Linked DNA regions of Manis pentadactyla: region 1 is linked to region 2. The links are chromatin contacts, called in public Hi-C maps. All regions are on one chromosome and are shown on one strand. The core of a region is the stretch at or near the end of the contact, and the rest is flanking DNA. Distances in the headings are between cores, read along the strand shown. Region 1 holds the start of SMIM29 (small integral membrane protein 29). Region 2 holds the start of RPS10 (ribosomal protein S10).

Region 1 (3,477 bases), core at 487-2,986, 170 kb after region 2:
AACCTTGTTGAGGCTGGATATTTTGGCATTCCTACAAAATCCTCTTGAGCTTTGTTCTGGAATGAATTTACATTACTTGTCAACAATTTGATCTATTCAAGTGTGGCTTTTATGATTTGTTTGGTGGGCCAGAGCAGGGTGACATAAGGATGAGCAAGGCATTAGTAGAGGTAGATACATAAGCCCAGGCACTTAACCATAGAAGCATGGATAAGGGGACAGTCAAAACTTGACCAGAGTGTCACAGTGCAGCCAGCCTCAGCCCTGCCCTATCTCTCTCCTTCCTGGGGTGGCAGTGGTACGAAGAGGGCTGGAATGTTCCCTGGCTGGGCTTCGGGATGCCCTCATGGAAACTGAAGTGTCCTTACAGGAACACACCCGGCTTAAATGCAGCCTTAGAGCTGCTGCCAGCACAGAGCTGTCCAGGTAGAGGGGCCCACGTGTCTTCCCATTCTGCCTTCCTTGGCTAATCACACAAAGGGCCTTGGGAAGTCATCACACTGCTCAGGACCTCAGCTGACTCATTTGTTAATTGGGGCCATCCTACCTGCCCTGCCCAGCTCAGAATGGTATTCTATCTTAAGAGTGATGGAAGTAAAAATATGCTGAGTTTCTGGCACTGAGACTCTGGCACTTCCCACACATTGGCCCAGCCAGTGAGACCACTAGGCTGGCTCCTAGAAGGCCCTCAAAACATGGTCAGAAGCCCTGAAGTTGGGGACAGAAGTCAGGTGTGTACACAGTCAAGGGGGCTTGTGTTCTAACTCCTATCACTTGATCCCCACTTCCTTGCAAGATGAGGCAGGGGATGTGGCCTCCTCCCTCTGCCCTCAACTCTGATACAAGCCTGGGATGAGCAGTCTCCCTACTCTCCAGACTTCAAAGCCTGAAAATAAGAAATTGACCTGGAGCCTCCAGGCCTAGTTTTCAGCCATTCCTTTCTCTTTATCTCTGATTCCCGATGACAGTCAGTGGTGGTGTCTGAAGCCAAGAGGCCAGGGTTTCCACCTGCCCTCTGGTTCCCAGCTGGGTCATCTACAGTAGACCTGCCCTCATCCAACCTTCTCTGGAAAGACCTGAGGAAACCGAGGCCAGACCAGAGCCCGTGGCTCAACCATGTCCATGCCATTAGCTGCTTCTGGCAAGAATTAGGTGACCCAGGTCATCCATGTATCTCCAGTAGCACCCTAGGACCCAGGAGGGCCTCAGCCTGCTTCAGCTGCCACAACCTTCACATTCTAAGGTGGCTTCCATCACCTGCCAGTCTGGAATTTTCCCAATTGCATATAATTTTTGCACAGAGGAAGGTCTGGTACAAAACTATACACATCTATGTATAAGCACACACATAGTCAAGGTAATTGTAGGTTCACATACAATTATAAGAAATAATAAAGATTCCTTATACACTTTGCCTACTTTACCCAATGCTAACTTGCGCAAAACTAGTATAGTATCACAACCAGGATACTGACATTGGTAAACTCACCACTCTTACCTCAGTTTCTCCAGGAGGTGTGATACATTTCATCAGACCACAAAAGCGTCGACCCACTTGTGTGGACCTAGTTAGCAAGTTACCTGTGACCTAGGGGGACTTTAATGCAGGGCATGCTGTGTGCTAAGCTCCTTATCCATGTAATCATTTAATCTTCACAGCAGCCTGTTTTACAGGCGTTAAATACTGAGGCGCAGAGAAGGTGGATGGGCTGGTGGGCTGGTGGGCAGGTGGTCCAATGGCTGGGCAGGAGCTAACCCAGTCTGCCTACTCTACTCTCTGAGCACAGCCCAGAAGGCCAATCTGCGCTAGGAGGCTTGGAGTGGAATCCTGTGGGCCGGAGGCCGGATCCTGCCGTGGAGGCTGGGACGGCCAGTTGCCACATACCAGGGCTAAATGTTACGTCATGGCTTGGCCCTTTACCTGGGTTCCAACCTTATGGGCAAAAGAGGACAACGCCGGGCCGGTTCCCGCAATCTGAGCCCTGGGGGACGCTGGGAAGCCGCGCGCGCCCCGCCTCCCTGCGCGCTCTCCTTCCTCCGCTGCGCAGCCCTCTGCTGCCCCCTGCCGTCTCTAAATAGACCTTGCAACCCGGGCCGTCCCTGCCTCCGCACCGCCCGCCTCCAGATTTGCAACTCGAGAAGTCTCCGGGCAGGCCGCCTTCCACCACTGGATTGGCTGCACCCGAGCGCTGAGGCCCCGCCCATCTCCCCGGGTCCTTTGATCACGCGCCTGCTGGCTCTTCCGGGGCCCGGGAGCCAACGGAGGGCGTTCCTGCTCCGGCTGCAGCGGCGGGAGGTAAGGCATGGCCGGGTCGGATGGGCTGCGGAGTGCCTGCACGGGTCCACGCCTCGGGGTGCCGGGATTCCAAGATGCCTGGGCCCCCCCAAGGTCCCTTCCCGCGACCCGAGCCTCACAGCACCGTGGGAACTACGTCCCGCTCGCTGTTGCTGGTCCGCATCCTAGGAGCGGCTTGACAGTCTGGGCATGTCCCCTAGACCGTGGGGCGCTTTGCATGTGACTAGCCAAGCCCGGTGCCACCACGGACACCGGGACAGGAGCTCATATTTTGCCCTCTGATGGAGACCCGGGCGAACTAGGTCAGGGACCTTGGATCTGCATGCAGCCGCCAGTGGACAATCTCCTTACATCTGTCGATGGGAACTGACTTTCTCCATCTTCGCCTGTCAGCCGAAGCCAGGAGGGGAGGGACCTGGGCGGAGCCCCGGGTGGCGATCAGAAGGTGACATCACCTCGATACAATACAGCCCTGCCCACTTGTGTACCTTGGCACGAGGCCAATGGGGGAGAGGGTGACCAGGCTACATATCTGCAGTGACACCAGGGACGACACCAGGGACAAGGAGGGCATAGGGCTTATAGCCTGAAGTGTGGAGATCGTACCAGAACTGGGGCTGACTCCTCCAAATGCTCCTACCTCACCTAGGCCACAGTGCAGGACCCGCGTATTTTTACCTCAGGCAGCACAGTGCCCCAAGAAGTTGGGTAGGAGCTAGAAACCTGCACCTAACCTGTTTCCAGGAGTTGAGATCTGCAAATGTTTGGCCAGCAGCGGAGCTGGGCCCCACACTGATCTGGGGATAGGAGCTGGGCAAGACTCAGGCCCTGGGTCTGAGCCTCCCCACAGTGCCCTTTACATTATTTGCTGAGAGTCACTGGAGGCTTAAACCCAGCACGTTGTCATGGAAGATCCCTGTTCCGGTGTCTTAAGTTTCCATACATCACCAGCCTTTGGGTGTGACACAGAAGCTGGATGTCACCCTGGGTAAAATCAGCAATTTCTCTTCTCCCCAGGGAGCCCAGTGGAGGCGCCCTCCCGAGGCACCGCTGCCCATGCTGACTACCTGGCTCTCCAGCGGCCGATGTCATGAGTAACACCACAGTGCCCAGTGCCCCCCAAGCCAACAGTGACTCCATGGTGGGCTATGTGTTGGGGCCTTTCCTCCTCATCACTCTGG
Region 2 (3,832 bases), core at 795-3,294:
GACTCCATTCCAACATTGCTGCAGGCAGGTGATCAGTCACACCTGTTTTATTCTGCTAGCTGCTTTTAAGATCTGTTTTTAATGTGCTACAACTTCATTATGACATGTTTAGGCATGGATCTGTTTTTATTTACCCAAATTAGAATTTAATGAGCTCAACAAATCTGAAGTGTGTTGTCTTCCAATTATTTTGGAAAATATTCTGATAGTATCTCTTTCCTACATTCTCTATTATTCTCTTATGAGACTTCACCAAGACATATATTAGACTTTCTCATTCTGTGCTTCATACCTCTTATCCTTTCTTTCAAATATCCCAACTCGTACTCTGGACTGCATTGTGATTTTTTTTTTCACTTCTATCTTGCATTTCACTGTTTTTCTCTTTAAGTTTTAAACTTCAGTCATCTTAGTTCTCACTTCTAGAAGTTTTATTGTATTTTTTAAGTCTGTGTGACCAATCTTTAGATTATATTGTTCCTTGCCCATATGTTCAACTGTCTTTTTAAAAATTTGTTATGAATGCTTACTTTTTTTAAGTTGTGGTAAAATATACATAATGTAACATTTACTATCTTCACCATTTTTAAGTGTACAGTTCAGCAGTGTTAAGTAATTCACATTGTCATGCAACCAAAATCCAGAATTCTTTCCATCCTGCAAAGCTGACAAATACTTATTTTTAAGCAATGAAACCACGAAAAATACTTGAAGAAACTATAGGTGAATTTTTATATAATCTTGAGATGTAGAGTGACTTTTTAAGCATTGCATTGAGTCTGAAGCCATAAAGATTTGGATGTAAGGGAATGTGAAACTCTTATTTCAAAATACCATGAAAATCAAGACAAAAAGCTGAAATTTTCAAGAAATGAAAATTCTTGAAAAATATGTAACAGACCGTAGCTTTAATCTGTAAAAAGTGATTTCAAGTAAGTGTGGAAAAAAACTCTCAATAGGGAAACGGGCAATGAAAACGAACAATTTATAGAAGGAACACAGATGCCTAAAAAGGAAAGATTTTTAAAAAGTTTACAGAAGTAATCAAGTAAAGCAAATTAATAGGACAATGAGGTTAATATTTCTTATCTATCAAAAATGAGTAAGAATAATACTATCCAATCTCAGCAGGGCTAATGGGGAAGTGAACCTTGTTACTAAGTGTTGACTAAAATGAAACTGATTATACCTTCTTGGAAGTCAAAAACCTAAAAATGTGTTGTTTGTTACTCAACAATTACATTTCCATCTCTAGGACTATGCAATGCTATTTCAAAGTGAAACCATATACTATATTCATTGACAATGGGAGACAGAAACCAGTCATTTAAATATAGTAATATATTTAGCTTTATGTCTTCAGAATAGGCATAAAATCAATGATGAAACATAAAAAATAAATAACAATGCTAACATACCAAATAATTTGAAAATAAAAATAAATAAAAATTACATTTCCAGAAATTTATCCATATTGGGCAGAGGTACATTTATATGTGTGGCATTATTACTTGTAATAGCGAAGGATTTTAAATATATATATACAATCACAGTGTTGACTAAACTATCCATCAGTGGACTGCTACGTAGTCATTACAATTGTAGGTATTATTTACCATGAAAAGAGATTCATGATGTATTGGTAAGTGGGGAAAAAAACGGTTACCAAACATCGTATGTAACATATACAAAACATCTTATTTTTGTTTTAAAAAAAAATGCTTGGTGGTATGAATTTGGAAAAATATATACTAAAATGTTAACAGCGATTATCTTTGTTGACTGAATTGTTTTAATTCTTTCATTATTGTGATTATTACTATTTTGTATGTTGTCTCCGTCCTCCGTCCCCCTCTCGACTCAGAGTATATATTACTTGCATAACAATAACTTAAAATCGGTGGGAAATAGAGCAATAGCGTGTTTTAAAGGGCCTGCAAAAGCATAAAAGTGACCATTTTCTGGCAAAACCCCCCGGCTCAAAATCTCCCAGCTACGGTTTCTACGAGCGTGCAAGCTTACAGCGGTCAGGATTCGCGGCTGCTGGAGCCGCCAGTCCCTCAGGCACCACCCAGGCCACCCCAGGCAGCGCGCGGGTCCTGGCGTGGGGGCGGGGAATGCCAGCCCGGAAGAGACGCAGCGCCGCGCATGCCCTTTCCTTTCCAGCCTCGGTCCCGGACGCAGCGGCTGCTGAAGTAAGTTTCCCTGAAGTCCCGGTTCCATCGGCCTCCATCCTGGACTTCCTACGGCCGTGGGTGTCGCTCTTCCCCGGGGTCGGGGTGGAGGGCGCTCTACTTCTCCCTGAGAGCCCATTTCTGAGTAGTGAAAGGGGTCGGCGCACCTCGGGGAATAGTGGGGCGCTGGTAGGCGGAGATGGGCGTTTCGATGGCCGAGAGCCGCGGAGAGGAGGATGAAGCCCTTGCATGAAGGAGACTATCCCAGCGAGCTTGGGGAGACTGCGCCCTGTTGGCAGAGCTCGCCTCGGCCTCGGGCTGCCTGCTTACCTAGACCTGGAGCTCTAGTTGCTGGGGAGAGTGGTAGAAGATGAGGGTGTGTAGGAGGTCAGCGACCTGTCATGAATCGAGGGCCTTCCTGTTTTGGACCCTCCTTGCATACCTGAAAATACAGTAGCGTCACTCCACACTAGGTACTATTGCTAATGGTACTCAAATACTCTCAGGATAGAGTTTGCTCTCGTTTGTACTTCTGTGGTTGTGAGTGAAAATCTGGAGCGAATGTGTAGCCCTACTCCCGTTTTGTTTTAAGGTCCCAGGCAACTGTGTTCTTATCTGAAGGGTTATTTGGGAGGTGGAGGAGGGCGGCTGGTAGGTGGTGGGTTTCACTTTTGCAGTCTAAATTCGTCCTTCCTGCGTGGTTTCTCCTCCGTTTTTGAGATTTCAATCTATTGGACAGTGATTTTTATGTGGTTGTCATGGGGTCAAGAACTTGGTTAGTGGACCCTGGCCACATTGCTCAAACATGTTCTTGATGAACTGCTTTCTCCTTACAGATGTTGATGCCCAAGAAGAACCGGATTGCCATCTATGAACTCCTTTTTAAGGAGGGAGTGATGGTGGCCAAGAAAGATGTCCACATGCCTAAGCACCCTGAACTGGCAGACAAGAATGTGCCCAATCTGCACGTCATGAAGGCTATGCAGGTAGCCAGGGGGCTGCTGGACTGGGATACAGATGGAGAGATTTTCCACTAAATGCACAAGGAGAGGTCAGGACAGCCAGAGCTGATTGCTGCCTTGAAGGGTTGTGAGGGAGATACTGTACACTGGAAACTTGCCTACGACATAGTTTAGCTCCCCTTTGTATTGCGTTTCTCGATTAAAGCTTCTAGGTATATTTTAACAGTAATTTTCTGTCTTACAGTCTCTCAAATCACGAGGCTATGTGAAGGAGCAGTTTGCCTGGAGACATTTCTACTGGTACCTTACCAATGAGGGTATCCAGTATCTCCGTGATTACCTCCACCTGCCCCCTGAGATAGTGCCCGCCACCCTGCGCCGCAGCCGTCCTGAGACTGGCAGGCCACGGCCCAAAGGTATGGTGCCTAAATAAATGCTTCCAAAGGCTTATTCTGAAGCTGCTCTTTCTTGGGGGAGGGGTATACATGAAGTGGTAGGGGTGTTTTATTTATGTGGGGGACAGAGATGATTTTGTAATACCCCATTGGTGTCAGCTTTGAGGGACTCACATGCAGGACCTTGGGTGAAGTCCTGGAACCTTTGTGCCCTGCAATGGACTTGGAACTGGATTCAGGTCTTCAGGACTTCCTGGGAGATGGTGATAAACACACACTATTAGTCTGCAGCCAGACTAAG

The links. A called contact is a pair of places that touch in the nucleus more often than the background predicts.
Region 1: a Hi-C map of blood shows a contact between it and region 2, with 4 times the contacts expected there. The contact joins the promoter of SMIM29 here to the promoter of RPS10 in region 2. A contact is called at or near these places in 3 of 3 Hi-C or Micro-C datasets (blood, fibroblasts and skin fibroblasts).

Annotation. Positions count from the first base shown.
Region 1 is chr16:39,722,157-39,725,633 of mManPen7.hap1, forward strand. SMIM29 (small integral membrane protein 29) reads left to right here and starts at 1,737. Exons shown (of 5, transcript XM_036887059.2): 1 at 1,737-2,296; 2 at 3,314-3,437. The coding sequence starts at 3,387.
Region 2 is chr16:39,547,358-39,551,189 of mManPen7.hap1, forward strand. It overlaps RPS10 (ribosomal protein S10), which reads left to right and starts at 2,045. Exons shown (of 6, transcript XM_036887050.2): 1 at 2,045-2,195; 2 at 3,011-3,160; 3 at 3,381-3,552. The coding sequence starts at 2,118.